2 separate regions of the Mus musculus genome follow, and region 2 is linked to region 1. Evidence: chromatin contacts called from public HiCAR-type data. All regions are on one chromosome and are shown on one strand. The core of a region is the stretch at or near the end of the contact, and the rest is flanking DNA. Distances in the headings are between cores, read along the strand shown.

The links. HiCAR-type assays count read pairs that join an accessible place to other places.
Region 2: a contact with region 1 is called in a HiCAR-type map of astrocytes, with 9 times the contacts expected there. The contact joins the promoter of Mtr here to the promoter of Dip2c in region 1.

What each region holds. Positions count from the first base shown.
Region 1 is chr13:9,274,572-9,281,949 of GRCm38.p6, reverse strand. It overlaps Dip2c (disco interacting protein 2 homolog C), which reads right to left and starts at 5,425. Exons shown (of 37, transcript NM_001081426.2): 1 at 4,884-5,425. The coding sequence starts at 4,968.
Region 2 is chr13:12,252,910-12,259,975 of GRCm38.p6, reverse strand. It overlaps Mtr (5-methyltetrahydrofolate-homocysteine methyltransferase), which reads left to right and starts at 1,863. Exons shown (of 33, transcript NM_001081128.3): 1 at 1,863-2,114; 2 at 5,998-6,212. The coding sequence starts at 6,003.

The DNA of each region.
Region 1 (7,378 bases), core at 4,176-6,675:
CCTTCCAGACTCCCAAATGTGGCCACAGCACAGAAGCTGTGCAGAACTGTATCTTACTCATTCTGTAGCAACAGAACACCTAAGCAAGGCTCAGGGACTGAGGAGAAGGGCAAGGGGCAAAACCTAGTCCTTGAATGAAACGTCTGTTGTGTTGTTCATTGTGTTGTTCCCAAACCCTTAGATGGCCACTGCTTTAAGAGTCCACTCTTTTGTGACAGCAGTGGGCTAGTTACATGGGACTGCTTGAGTGCATTAAAAACAAAACAGTATTGATTCTTTGACCAATACAGAATGACCTGACATTCAAGTAGACTTTTCACCATTTTCCTGGAGCACTTTAATATACTGAAAAAAAAAAAAAAAAAAAAAAAAAAGCTAAATCAGACTCTTTGGGAGCATAAGTAATAGCTGGAATAATCTGGTACATTAGTTAATAACGCAAAGCAAAAACTAAGCAACTCCCATTAGAGGAAGTTACAAAGATATTAGGGATGAGACATGCTAACAATTTAAAAGCAATGACGTTTAAGTACAGCATTTTTTTTCTTTTAATTTCCCCTCTGCAAAAGCTAGATACCCCTTGCAGGCTACATTACAAGGCACTGTTCTTGACTTTTGTAAAAATAACCCTAACCAGGCATAGGAGTGTACATCTACAATCCTAGCTAATGGAGACACTAAGACAGAATGGCTAAAAACCATTCAAGAACAACCAGCCAGAGCAATATAGTGAGATGCCATCTCATTTCAATGTATATTACATAGGTTAGGGATGTTAGTCTGTTGGTGAGATATTTGCCTAATAACATGAAGCCCCATGTTTCAATCTTTAGCAACACATAAGCTGAGCATGGTGCTAAATGCATGCGATCTCAGCAACAGGAAGGTTGGAAATTCAAGGTCCTCCTTAATTGCCTAGGAAATTCACATCCAGGGACTCTCACTTTATGAGACCCTGTGTCAAACGAGCTAAAAGGAAAGCATAGGAAGAGGCTTCTGCTCTAGCTCTAACAAGGCCAATGAAGTACAGGCCCAGCCCAGGAACAACTGACCAGCTAACAAAGAAACCTACTGACACAACAGTCAGGAACTAAGCTAGATCATTTTTTTATATCTGATCTTACCCAAAACGGTTGGCAAGCAATGATTTCTTTTCTTTAATAAAGCATCAGTCTGTTTTTATACCATTTTTCTGTTTCCTCCTCTAATTCTTTTGGCATTCCTGTATAAACTTTTTTCCTCAAGCCAGATAATGTTTAATCACATATTAATGAAATTGTGTCTAGATCCTTCAAAGCCAAAAAAAAAAACCAACCAAACAAACAAAAATCCCCAAAACCCAAAATGTATAATTCCAAAAGGCATGAATAGTGGGTTCTGTTGTCATTGTTGTTGTTTGTTACTGTTGTGTTTGCTTGTTGGTTTTAAAGAAGAAAAATTATCTAAGAAAAAGAGTATGAGAAAGGCCCCACCACAGCCCTGCCAGGCATACTGTAGAAGCCAGCTCAGGAATGGCTTTTTCCCCAGCTCATGTCCAGACTCAAGTGTCTAAACAGATCCAAGATCCTGGCCCCACACCAGTGAATATATTCACACATGTAGGCCCAGGGCTGTCTGAATCAATATAAGAAGCTGCACACTACACCTCCTGCAAAAACCTCTTGGGTTTTACTGACAAGACTCTATAATGGCAAACAAAGCCTAGCTTTTCTCAGTGAAGGAAGCACTGGGCAGTGACAGAGGCTAGAGAAAGAGCAAAGGCACAATAAAGCAGGAAGGTTAAAACAAACAAAAAACCTGCAGCCAAGTTACCAATGGACAAATCCTTATCAAACAAACAATAACTTGATCAAATAAAAATAGCATCAGTATATATAACAGCACCCCAGTAGATGGTACAGACCCAAAGTGAACCAATGTATAGAAATCTAGGTAATCTACAACTCATTTAGGCTGGTAGCTGATATAAAAACTTTAATAGTCTGGTCATTTTTTTTTCAATGTATGTCATTAAAATGGAATTTTCTTTTATTCTCCTCTTAGAAAATGAGCCCTGGAAATTCCACAGATTTTCCTGTAACACTTTCTGATATTCTGATAGTTGAATAAATAAAATAACCAACTCTTCTGTTTGTTTCTTTTTTGAGACAGAGTCTCACTATGTAGCTCTGGCTGGCCTGGAACCTGCTACAAAGACCAGGCTGGCCTAGAATTCAGAGAACTGCTTGTCTCCTGAGCACGGGGATTAAAGGCATGTACAGACAAGGAACTTAACTCTTTCCATATAGATTTTGGTGGACAATATACTGGGAAGCAGTACACTGCAATAATTTGACAGTAAAAGTCATCCTAAGTTTTCACTTTGAAACTGGGTATGTTGGGATTTTTTTCTCCCAGTTAGGCAAGGTAAAGAGACCCAGAGATTCTTGATCTTCACCTCCTAGGTTTCTATACTAGAATAGCAGCAATACTAGAAAACAAATTGATTCATCTCTTCCAGGAAAACAATCCCCTTGGTTACAAGACATGGAATTTCAAATGGTTTTTTGTAAATCACAATCAAAACTCAACAATGACAAAGCCACACTTTATAATAAAGTCAAAGGTAGCACAGCTAATACATAGATGGGAGGTGGGGGCTGGGAGAAGAGCAGGTTCCAAGGAGTAGCAGAAGCTGAACACAGTGACAAAAGGCTTTTTTTTTTCTTTTCTTCTTTTCTTTTCTTTTCTTTTCTATTCTATTCTTTTTGTAATTCTTAAAAGTTTAGGTCAGGTCTCAACATAGCTCATATAGAAAAAGAAAATAGAAAAGGACTTCCTGAATACAAATATATGTACACACTTCTCTAAGCCCACCCATTCACCAAGAAACTCATTGAGTCCTCTAAGTTCTATACAGACACAAGGTGCTCACAGGGAGTTAAGCTAAGTACACCTCATCTAAAGTGGTTTTCCATACTTCTCTGGGCAACACTCACTCTTCAAGAGTGATCGATCATGACAGGTGACCGCTGTTACCTAAAAACAAAACAGACAGCTACTCTCAACAAGAGGAGAGCAGGATATGTGGCTCCAGGCATTATGTGAGGCTTTGAGAGTAAATGTGAATTGACTTCCTAGTAGGCAGGGAGATTCAGACCCTGCGGAAAGGGCTCAATGCAGGTTCAGATGGCTTCTCACTTTTCAAGTATGGGTGGGCAGAGACACATCACATTAACATAGTGCAGATAGCAGAGGTGCTTGCTTTGAGTGAGAACATGAATGGGAAGGGGTGCTTTCAATACAGGATGCAGACGATAAAACAGCGCTGGTAAGCTGAAGAAGACAGTCTATCTCAAGTCTAACAAAACACAAATGTTTCTTTATAGTTACTTACTAGAAATACACTGTCCACACTGCATACCTCATCTTCCAGTTTAAATCTAAAGAATTCAGCCCTGCCCTTTCTGCCTGTGGAAGGGTGATGCTCTCTCTTATCTCTAGATGGTCAGAACTGAGGCAGGAAGCACAGTCTGGGACACATTATCTTTTCCTCCATTGGAGCTTCCCAGGGACTGCTTCCAAAACACCTTGGAGAACCCCAAATTCGGGATAAAGAAAATGTCTAATCTATGAGAATCTGATAACAGAAGCAACACTTACAGCCACCTGGTTTACTCTCCACCCTGCAAGTGTTAAAAGGGAAAACGTAAAGTCAACGTCAGCTCCTCCCCATGATGAAAACTGGCACGAATGAATTTACGTTCTGGCTGCTGGCCCTCACAAATCGTTACCAAAAAAAAAAAAAGTTTACCATGCTAAACTGCTCCAAATATTAACTCAAGAGAGACGACAGGCCATTTCCACACCACTAAGCTGTAGTCTTCTCAATGAGTGGGATGACCGCTAAATATTTATTACTAGACACATTTTGGAACTTTAGTGGAGGAAAAAGGAAAAAAGAACCTACAAAACCCAAGCTGAAACTTATGACAGTTGAGCACATGATGTCCACCATGAAGAGCAAAGACGAAAGCGTATATAACACTCCGTGAAATCACAGCAGAGCAGCCGCAAAGTCTCAATGTCTCTATCCGGCACGATGGGAAGGAGGCATCCAACCTGGCCTGAGGGGGGAGGTTTTAGGGCTCTAACTCAACCAGCTCGTCACAAACACGCCGGAACAATAGTACTACTATCTTCCTCCCGCTGACAGGACCGTGTGCCTGCAGCCTCAGGGGGATCCAATCCCGAAGTCCACTGACAAGTTTCGCATTAAAATCAGGCCATTCAGAGGCCGTCCCCAAGCAGGGAGCGTGGAAGCATGTGCTGTGCTGGTGCTGGTGGTGCTGCTGGTGCATGTGGTGGTGGTGATGATGGTGGTGGTGGTGGTGGTGGTGGTGGTGGTGGTACTGCAGCTGCATCAAGGACGCAGCGCCTCTCCATTAGGGAAGAGCGCACATCCCCACCAAGGCCATTTCCCCCGCAGCCCTAAAGGTTGCTCCATCTTGCTTCGTAGCCGGGAGCCCCGGGCCCAGCCGCAGCGCGCAGGGGGCATCGCGGCTGCACCGTGCCAGTTGAGCCTGGAGGGCGGGGGCCGCGGCACGCACACGCGCGCGCGTGCACACACACACATACACACGCACACACACTACACACACACACACACACACACACACACACAAGCACGCGCGCACACAAGCACATGCACACACATGCACCCTCCCCGGGGCCACCACACGGGGCCCGGGCCAGGGTCAGGGCCGGGGCCCCGCCACCCCGAGGCCCGGCGCGCGCCCTCCCCGGAGTGACAGCACGGCCCGGCCCGCGGGGCCCCGAGCGCGCTCCAGAGAAGCGGTGTCCCGGCCCGGCCCGGGCGCGGGGCTAAGGGGGGTTGCTGTTACCTTCCGACAGCTCCAGCTCCAGCTCGGCCAGCCGGGCCCTCACCTCCAACGGGAGAGCCATGCCTTCCAGGCTGCGGTCCGCCATGCTCGCCGCAGACGCCTCCGCCCTGCCGGCCTCCTCTTTGTTCGCCGACGGAGGGCTCCTCAGCGGCCGCCACTCGAACCCGGAGGAGCCGCACTGAGGAGGCGGCGGCGGGCGGGCGGGAGCGGGAGGCCGGGCGGCGGCGGGCAGGCGCGCGGGGATTTTCTCCTTAGCCTCCTCAGCCTCGTCAGTCTCCTCAGCGCCTCCTCAGTCTCCTCAGCGCCTCGTCAGCCTCCTCAGCGTCTCCTCAGCGCCTCCTCAGTGCCTCGTCAGTCTCCTCAGCCTCCTCAGCGCGGCCCCGACCCTGGCGGTGGCCTCGCGCCCGGCTCTCTGCGCGCCTCCCCCAGCCGCGGGCTCCGGCCCCGCTCGGCCGGCACCGGATCACGGGCCCGCCCGCGGTCACGGCCACAGGGCTCTCGAGCTGCTCCGCGGCCGCCCTGCCCCGGCGGGAGCGAGCGCCGCTGCGCGCGCACCGGGCAACAAGAAGGCGCGCGCGGAGGGTGGGAGCGCGCGGACGTGCCACGGCGGCGCGCGCTCAGGGGGGCGGGGCCTCCAGCGAGTACTTCGAGAGCGCGCTCGTGGGACAGTGGTGCATTTGGCCTTAGGAGGGGGTCTTCCCAACCCTGAGGCTTAGTTAGGCTCCTCAAGACTCAAGGAGAAAAATAAAGAAGGCATTCGGAAGCACACCCTAGCCTGCTTGTTAAAACTTCAAATGTTCTGGATCATCGAGGGCTGATTTTTTTAAAATACTTTTAAGAGGAAAAAATAATTAAAAAAAAAAAACAAAACAGCATGAGACATAGATTGAGTCCTAGGTTTGAAGTTTAAAAGCATGGATCTAGAACAGACTACTATATGACCTTGAAACACACAATGTTTTGTCTAGACTTCATTTTTCCCATCCGTGGAAATAAATCAAGGTAGGTTGGGTCTGTCACACACTGTCCAGCCTAAGGAGTCTTCAGCAAGTGTCTTCTCCCTCACATCCTACAATATCATCCCCTGCTTTTCTTCTACCTCTTGTGAATTTTTTTCCCTTTGGTCATCGCCTGTGATGGTATCAATGTCTATTCTGAATGGCTGATACGGAGTCTGACTATTTGGGGGCATTCTCGCATGGCCAGCTGTCTCCAGAGTAATCTCACCTAGCTGCCCCTGAAGCCCCAAACACCACAAAACCAAAGTAAAAACAGCATCTCCTAACATTAAACATCCACCTGCTTCTTAAAGCATTTTATTAACTCTTTGAGAATCTCCTACAATGTATCCCTTAGCTCCTCCCAGAGTCATCCCCACCTCTCTACTATCCCAATTTTATGTCTATTATTATTATTATTATTATTATTCAATAACCTATGGACTCCAATTTGTTCTGCTCAAATATTTCAGGATGGCTGATCTCACAGGAGGCACATCCTTATGGAAAAAAATAATAAAAAACTGACTCTCCCTCCCCGAGAAGCCATCAACTGGCCATAGGGATAGGAGCTCATTAGCCCTTTGCTATGGCATGCTAGAATGTTAACTGCCTTCATCCTGTGCTGGCAACCATAGCTTCTGTGAGTTTGTGAGTCCAGAGGTATTGTCGTGTCCAGAAGACAGTTTTGTTCCCAGTTTTCCTCAACCTCTGACTATTACAATCTTTCTACTCCGTCTTCTGTGATGGTCTCTGAGCTTCGGGTGTGGGGTTATGATACAGACGCCCTATTTGTGACTGAGCACTCTACTGACATCTATTCTCTCCACTTTGATCAGTTGTGAGTTTCTGTGTCAACCACTACACAAAGAAATTCCTCTGATGAGGTCGGAAGTCTGCACTAGTCTGTGGGTAGAGAAATACAAATTTAGAGGGCAGTTTGATGCCTCGTCCCTTTAGCGGAGTAGTAATAGTAGGTTAGGTTCACTCCTACCTATGATCTCCCCAGCCAGATTTGCAGTACCAGGCATATGTTTCCTCCTGTGAGGCAGGTCTGAAATCCAATCAGACAGCAGTTGTGAAAGCATATGACCTTGATCTTCACACATAGTATTAATATCATTCAGGTTATTATTGCAGGGTTCATAGATGGTTAAAACTGTTAAACACACACATCCACAGCCTGCATAGCACCTTCCAGTACCAAGCAAGACAGCCAACAAAGAAGAAACTTACTGATTAGCATTGATGGATTCTGCCATGTCCTATGAATAATGTGTACGGTGCCTTCGGCCTTAGGGTCTTACCCATCACCCACCTGCTTTTATCAGCTACTAGTGTTTTCCTAATTATCTAGGCTAAAGTCACCCTGGCTTCTCTACCTTCCTTTATCTTCACACAACTTTTGCTTCTCAGTCCCCTCAAATGTATCCCACAAAAACACTGATGGTCTGCTTCCTTCCCATGCCTGCAAACACTGTTTCTAGTCCCCATGCT
Region 2 (7,066 bases), core at 614-3,113, 3.0 Mb before region 1:
GGAAGGAGGGCATGATGCAGGTGCCAGATTTGGAGCTGGTGCCACCGCTGGCAACATTCCTCCTCCACCTCCTGGATGCCCTCCCAACACTGCTCAGCTCGCAGTCATGCAGGGAGCAAATGTCCCTGTAACTCAGCTCAAGGGAAACTTCTTCATGGGTGGTGTGATGGTTTGTATAACTTGGACCAGGGAGTGGCACCATCTGAAGGTGTGGCCTTCTTGGAATAGGTGTGACCTGCTTGGAATGGGTGTGTCACTGTGGGTGTGGGTATAAGATCCTCACCCTAGTTGCCTGGAAGTCAGTCTTCCACTAGCAGCCTTTGGATGAAGACATAGAACTCTCAGCTCCTCCTGCCCCATGCCTGCCTGCATACTGCCATGCTCCCACTTTGATGATAATGGACTGAACCTCTGAACCTGTAAGCCAGGCCCAGTTAAATGTTGTTTTTTATAAGACTTGCCTTGGTCATGGTGTCTGTTCACAGCAGTAAAACCCTAACTAAGACAGGTGGCTACACCATGTGGTGAGGAACCATGGTCACTCCTGTGCCAGGGAAGACATCTCATACCTTCAGCACTTCTCACAATGTAACTGCTTTAGTCATATTCACCTGAAGTTGCAGTTTAGACACATGTTTTTGGGGTGTCTTTCTGGTGTCAAAACTTTTGAGGCACTTTTCAAATTTAATAAGGAACCATGTAAGGGTAGCAGCCCCTCCCTAAAGCATTCTGAGGTAGGGGGTATCCATTCTTCAAATGAATGTGAGTGAAGCAGCCCAAGGTGCTTCCTTAATTCCTCTGGAGTGATGCTGTGCCATGCTGGTCTTTGCTTCTAGTAATAAAACATCAAATTAGGTTTGGAGGGAACTTTGATCTTCCTAAGGGAAAAAAATGTTATGTTTTATTTGTGTATTTCCTCTGACTAAAAAAAATATACCCTTCCTTTAAGACCCAACTACTTTGTTTGTTTGTGTGTGTGTGCGTGTGTGCATTGTATGCATGTCTGTGTGCTAAGATAAATGAGCTCCTGTATTGCAGAGCCCAAAGGAGACCATCTGTATTCTCCTTTCTCACTATCCACCTTATTTCTTTAGCCAGGATTGTTTTCTGAACCTGTAGCTCACTGGCTTTTCATTCAGACTGGCAGCTAGCAAAACCCAGGAATCTTCCCGTCTCTGCCCCAGATACTTATTTGCCTTAGAATACCATAAACCCTTTGGGATGTTTCCTACTTTCTTCTTTCCATGTTTAATTATTTGTGCAAGTTCTTACTGGCCCACTTGTGCTATCCAAGTGTGTATCTCAACTTGAGTGTTTTACTCAGTAAATGTTTAGTATCAGTGTGGCCATTAGCATCTATAGTGCCTCATAATTTCCATAGTGTACTCACGGGTTCTTTTTTTAACCCCTGTTGCAAGCCTATAAATTAATAGTCACTTTCATTCTAGTCTTTCTTTTCTGTGGATGAGGGAGACAAGATATTTAGTGTCTGCAAAACTAAGCTACAATTAATTTTCTGACTTCAGATTCCTGGCCCTTGATACTCCACCACTGATGAGAGCCAATACTATAGTATGAATTTTTCGACTAGAACTTGGAGAGGTCTTTGGGAACCATTTCCAGAACTCAGGGAAGAGACGCTCTGGTCTCCATAGGGACCCAGTACTCAGGACTACATCTCCCATAGGGCCACGGAGCAAAGCCTCCGGCGATTGGGTAACGACCAACAGCCTATACACGGCGGCGAGGAGCTGTTGAGGGCCAATCACATGCCGGGAAGGGGGCGGGCCCTCCTGCCGGAGGCTAGATTGAGCGGAGAGCTAACGGCGCAGTGGCGGCGGCGGCCGTCTCTACGTCGTCAATTCCTTTAGTCTGTCGCTGCGGCCTTGCTCTGTAGCGGGGAGCTCTGCGCTTGGGAGTTCCGTAAGAAGCGCGTGCCCGAGGCACGGTACCCGGAGGCCCGGTGTGTCGGCTCTGGAGCTTCGGGGATCTTGTCAGTTCGTCAGGCCAGAAAACGCTGGCTGGAGCCGCCCGCGGTGGAATTCTTTGGAGATCAAGCCTTCCCTGCTTGAGGAGGACTCTTGGCGGCGCGTCGCCTGCGCTGTTGTCACTCGGTAACTCCTCCATCCAGGTCTAGCGGTTCTGTGGGTGCCTCGGCTCTCCAGGAGTTTCTCCTTCGGAGACCCAGCCTGGAGTTCGGGGGGGACGCGGTCCTTGCTGGGTCTCTTTCTTCACTCACCCGCACACGCTCGGTCCGGTGGCGGAGCGACGAGCGCTGCCTTTAGCGCTGCAACTTCTAGCAACAACTTCCCGCGGGGCTCCTGGGAAGTTCTGCATGATATAACTGTATTCAGTAAATGTTTACGGAAAGCTGTCTGCCCGAGACGAGTTCAGATGCTGGGAGGCCGGTAAGGCAGCCTAGACAGTTGAACCACGTGGGGTTTTAATTTCCTTTTCTACTCTTTACTTTTGGAAACTCTGGCTTTAGCTTGACGGTTGCCTGACTGGACTCTCAGTACCCAGGAGTGGGGATGGAAGGCAGAATAGTAATCGCAAATTACTCGGATATTGGTGGCTCTGGCCTCCACAATGAGAAAAGACACAAAGGGAGTATAATTTCAGTTTTGAGTGTCTTAAAGATTTGGAGAGAGATTCCTATAAGACGTGTGAGTGAGGTAAGACGTAGAGTCGAGAGAATTAGTAATAAGGACATCAGGTTGTGCTTGCCCAGCGGACAGGAAGCTCTGGTTTAGTTAATCCCTAGCTCTGCATAAAGCTAGACTCGAAGGGGTTTACGTCTAAGGCTATTCTCTGGAACACAATGAGTTCTGGACCAGCCTCGGTAACATGAGATCCTGTTTCTTTTTAAGACAGAACAGTGAGTATGGTGTGGCATAGTGTGTAGCCCTAGGAGGAGGGTGAATATCTGACAAATAGGGCTGGTAGAATTGTTCTTGAAACCAGTGGGACATTGCCCGGCAGCACATTGCTGTTGCTATAAAAAAAGATCGCTCTTTTTCATAGAGTTACGGCATGGTTATTTAGTCTTTTAGGGCTTCAGGCTTCTTCCTTTCTTTTTAGAAAAAGAAGAGTAATTGAATATAGTTATTGCTGCAGAAAGCCTCTGAAAATTTAGAATAGATTAAATAGTGATCCCTTGCAGAAAATGAGAGAAAATGGTTGGCTATTTGCACCTGGCCCTGCTCTCTTCTCCACTTTCCTCCATGGGTGAACATCAAGTTCTAGGCTCCTTACCTGTAGCTTAGAAATAGTTCTGCCTCTCTCACCTATGTGTTGGTATTACAACCACGTTGCTTTAACATCCTAAAAAACCCTTAGCCACTGGTGTCCAGCTTTTGTTTTTTGTTTCTTTCTGTGTTATTTACTGTTATACTGTCAAGTCTCAAGGAAGAACTAAGATTACCGAACTTCAAGGTTGAACTGAAAGCTGGATATGTCCCAGGCTGTGGATATGGTTCAGTGGTGGAATGCTTGCCAAGAGTAAATCCCTCCAGCAGATGGTCAGGGAGAGGGTATAACCTCAGACCCTGTGTGTGAGAAAGTTTCTGCTGCAGCTTCTAGTGATCTCATGTTTCTCCCTTGCATGCTTTTATGAACTTAGCTAAGAGTGACTAATGGAAGAATGAATAAAAGGAGCCAGTGAATTGGTAGCAGCTCAGATCTCTTCTGGCCTTTAAAAATTAGTGGGAGAAAAAAATATTTCAAAAATGAGATAATATGTGAACAGATGCCTATAAAATGTAGCAAATCAGTTCAATCTAGAGATTAGAGGCCCCAGATGAAAGATGTGTCCTCCAAGGAGCTTGTGGAGCAGATTGTAAAGTAGCCAAAGCGGGAAACTGCTGAGAATGCATTGAGGTAGTTTGCTTGTAGTGCAAAAAAGAGAAGTATTTTTTATTCTACACCATTTTGTCCTGTGAAAGGGAAGTCCTTTTGTGACCCCTGTTAAGGCCATTCTCTCCAGAGGAGCTGTGTTCCTGACACTGTAGCATGTCACTTACAGGCCCATATTAGGAACTAATTGTCCTATAACTTGTTATTCTTTAAGTTGCTTGGTTTTCACTTGTTTGTTTGCAGTGCTGGGGTGCTAGGGAGTCTGCTGTAAGCCTTCGTACATGCTAGGCGAGTGATTTACCCTGAGCTGTAGCCCAGTCTTAGGTAGTTCTCGGCTACTACCTGACTTTATGTTCCTTTCAGCATCTGGTGGGTGCTGTCACCAGTTCTACATCTATTTATCCTTTGGAATATTTGCTGTGAAGACAAATGGTACCAAGTCAAGAGAAGGAAGAAAAGAAGAAGGAAAAACAAAACCTAAAACAACGAAATACCCGATTCTACAAAGCTGTAGGATCTACTCAAATTGGGGAAAATACAATTGCTTCATGGGCTTATTCACCAGGACGGGTCTCAGAACTCTTTTCTATGTAGCACTTATTTACATGCACACAGATATTAAACATAAAGCTGTTTCTAATCATCTACTGGGAGTTACTATGAAACCATGCCGCCTTTTATTCACCTTAAAAGATGTGTCAGAGAATCCGTTCTACATAGAGTAGTCGTCCCTTCTTTACTTTCCTGCTGAGATCAGACATAGAATCCGCTCTATTAAGTTGTAAAACACACAGAATATTCTAGACCTAATGAACTGAACACAGAAACTTTGAGGTGGGGCGCATTCTTTACAGAAGAATAAAGTTTCAGTGAATGCCCACACTATGCTAAGGGAAAGGACAGTCATTGGGAGGATTTGGTTTTTAAATTTTCCTTATTGTTTGAGGGGTGGCTCTGGTATGTTGGCTTGCACCTGTTGGCTAAAGTCTCAGGAGACCTGTTCTTTCTTCCTACCTTGGGGATGTGGCGACTCAGGCTCTCAGGTTTACACAGTAAGCACTTTTTCCTACAGAGCCTTCTCTTTGGCCCAAGGGGATTTACATTTAAGAGAAGGTTCTGATGGTAATTAGGAATGCTGGTCTTTAATGATAATTAAACGTAATAAAAGATAAACTCCTACTAGAAGAGTCAGTGGCCTCTTAAGATAAATTGTACTTACTTTTTAAGGATAATAAGCATATGGATGATGAAGGATTGTATTTTATTGTTGTTTTGAGGAAGGGGCTCATGTAGCCAAGGCTGGCCTCTGAACTCACTGTATAGATAAGAATAGCCTTGAAGTCCTGATCCTCCCACTTCTGACAGTGTTGAGATTACTGGAATGTACCACCATGCCCGGCTAGCAGTAGATTTTCAAGGACCTGTTGTGGAGTTCTGTCTTCAACTCCCACTCAATTATGATGTGTACTCTTTTATATATTTGTGTTTGCTACTCACGATTCTCTTGTTTCTGTAGACTCTTTCACATATACCCATATATTTATGTATTTCTTTCTAGATTTCAGAATTTGTGTGGGGGCTTAGGTTGTTTATGGTATATAGTGGACTGTTGCAAAGATGAAAATTTATATAAGTATGGTAGTTAATTGTTTCTATCTTTTATGTTCACACACTAACCCATTAAGAACCAGCTGTATTTTGAAGGTCAGGTTGGAATTACCAGTGTTCAACTGTAATAGCTTTATAGAATTAACAAAGAAAGTCCTGAGGAGTTCTGCAGCCTGGCCTAGGCTTATGCTCCTTAAACAGTCATTGACTTTTTTTCTGCACTCTGAAACAGAAGTAGCTAAGCCTGCTTCACCATTGTTTGGGGATTCATCTGTGCGTTGTAATATGTAAATCATTGTATTGTATAGAAATGTCAGCATTTTTGACAGCAGTTTTCTAGTGCTGTAGTTGCATCTTTTATGAGCTCTCCTTACTCCATGTTAAGAGTTAGGGGTTCCACCTCTTTCTTTTTTCCTCTTCTGCTGCTGGAGATCAGACTCAGGGGTCTTATACACTATGCACTGTCTACCCCTTACCTACATCCCCCACATATCTCCTTTCATTCTTTGAAGTCAGTTTTTACTTTCTTTAAAGGAAAGATGAAGAAAACCCTGCAGGATGAGATTGAAGCCATTCTTCGGAAGAGGATCATGGTGCTAGACGGTGGGATGGGGACCATGATCCAGCGGTACAAACTAAGTGAAGAACATTTCCAAGGTCAAGAGTTTAAAGATCACAGCAGGCCACTGAAAGGCAACAATGACATCTTAAGTATAACTCAGCCTGATATTATTTACCAGATTCATAAGGTGGGTTATTTCCAGGCTCCTAAGCATTTGTTCAAGGTATTTCATGTATCAGTCTCAGACTGTCGTGGCCTTTGCTCTAGAAAATATGGGAAAAGGACGCGATCTATTTGAAAAGCTGGTGATTTATTTAAAAACCAAGTAAAAGTCCCACACTGTGGGACACTTGGGATAAGCAGATGGTAAACACAGGGTGTTTTGTTTATTGTTTGTTTGTTTTTTGGTGTTTTACCATTTAAACTTCTGTTGGAAAACCATAAATTGTGGAACAAATTAGAAGTTCCATGTTTGCCTATTAATATCTTGTAAAGAAATACTGGATGGGTCTTAATTTGTGCTGCTATAAAAATTCTCAGATTGGGTGGCTCAAACATTTCTGTCTATCATCTATCTATTTATATGTGAGGGTGTTTTGACTGTATGTAAGCATTTGCATCATGTTATTTATTTATTTAATATGTATGGGTTTTAACTATATGTTTGTATGTGCATCATGTGTGTGCCTGGTGCCCAGGGAAGCCAAAAGCAGGTGTCAGACCCTTTAGAACTGGAGTTTCAAATGGCTGTGAACTGACGTGTGGGTATTGGGTGTCAAACCTGGGTCTCCTCGAAGAACATTCGATACTCTTTAACTATTGAGCCCTTTCTTCAGGCCCCAGCATTTATTTCTTATGGTTCATAACACTGGGAAAGTGTATCATTGAGATGCCATTAATCTGGTATTTGCTGAGGGCCCTCATTTGCTTATCATAGGCCTTTCTTCCCATTGTATGGTAGTGTGCAGGCAAAAGAAAGCAGATCTGTTTCTTCTAGCGGAGTATGCTAAGGTCTAAGTGCTATGCCTCTCTCTACCAAGA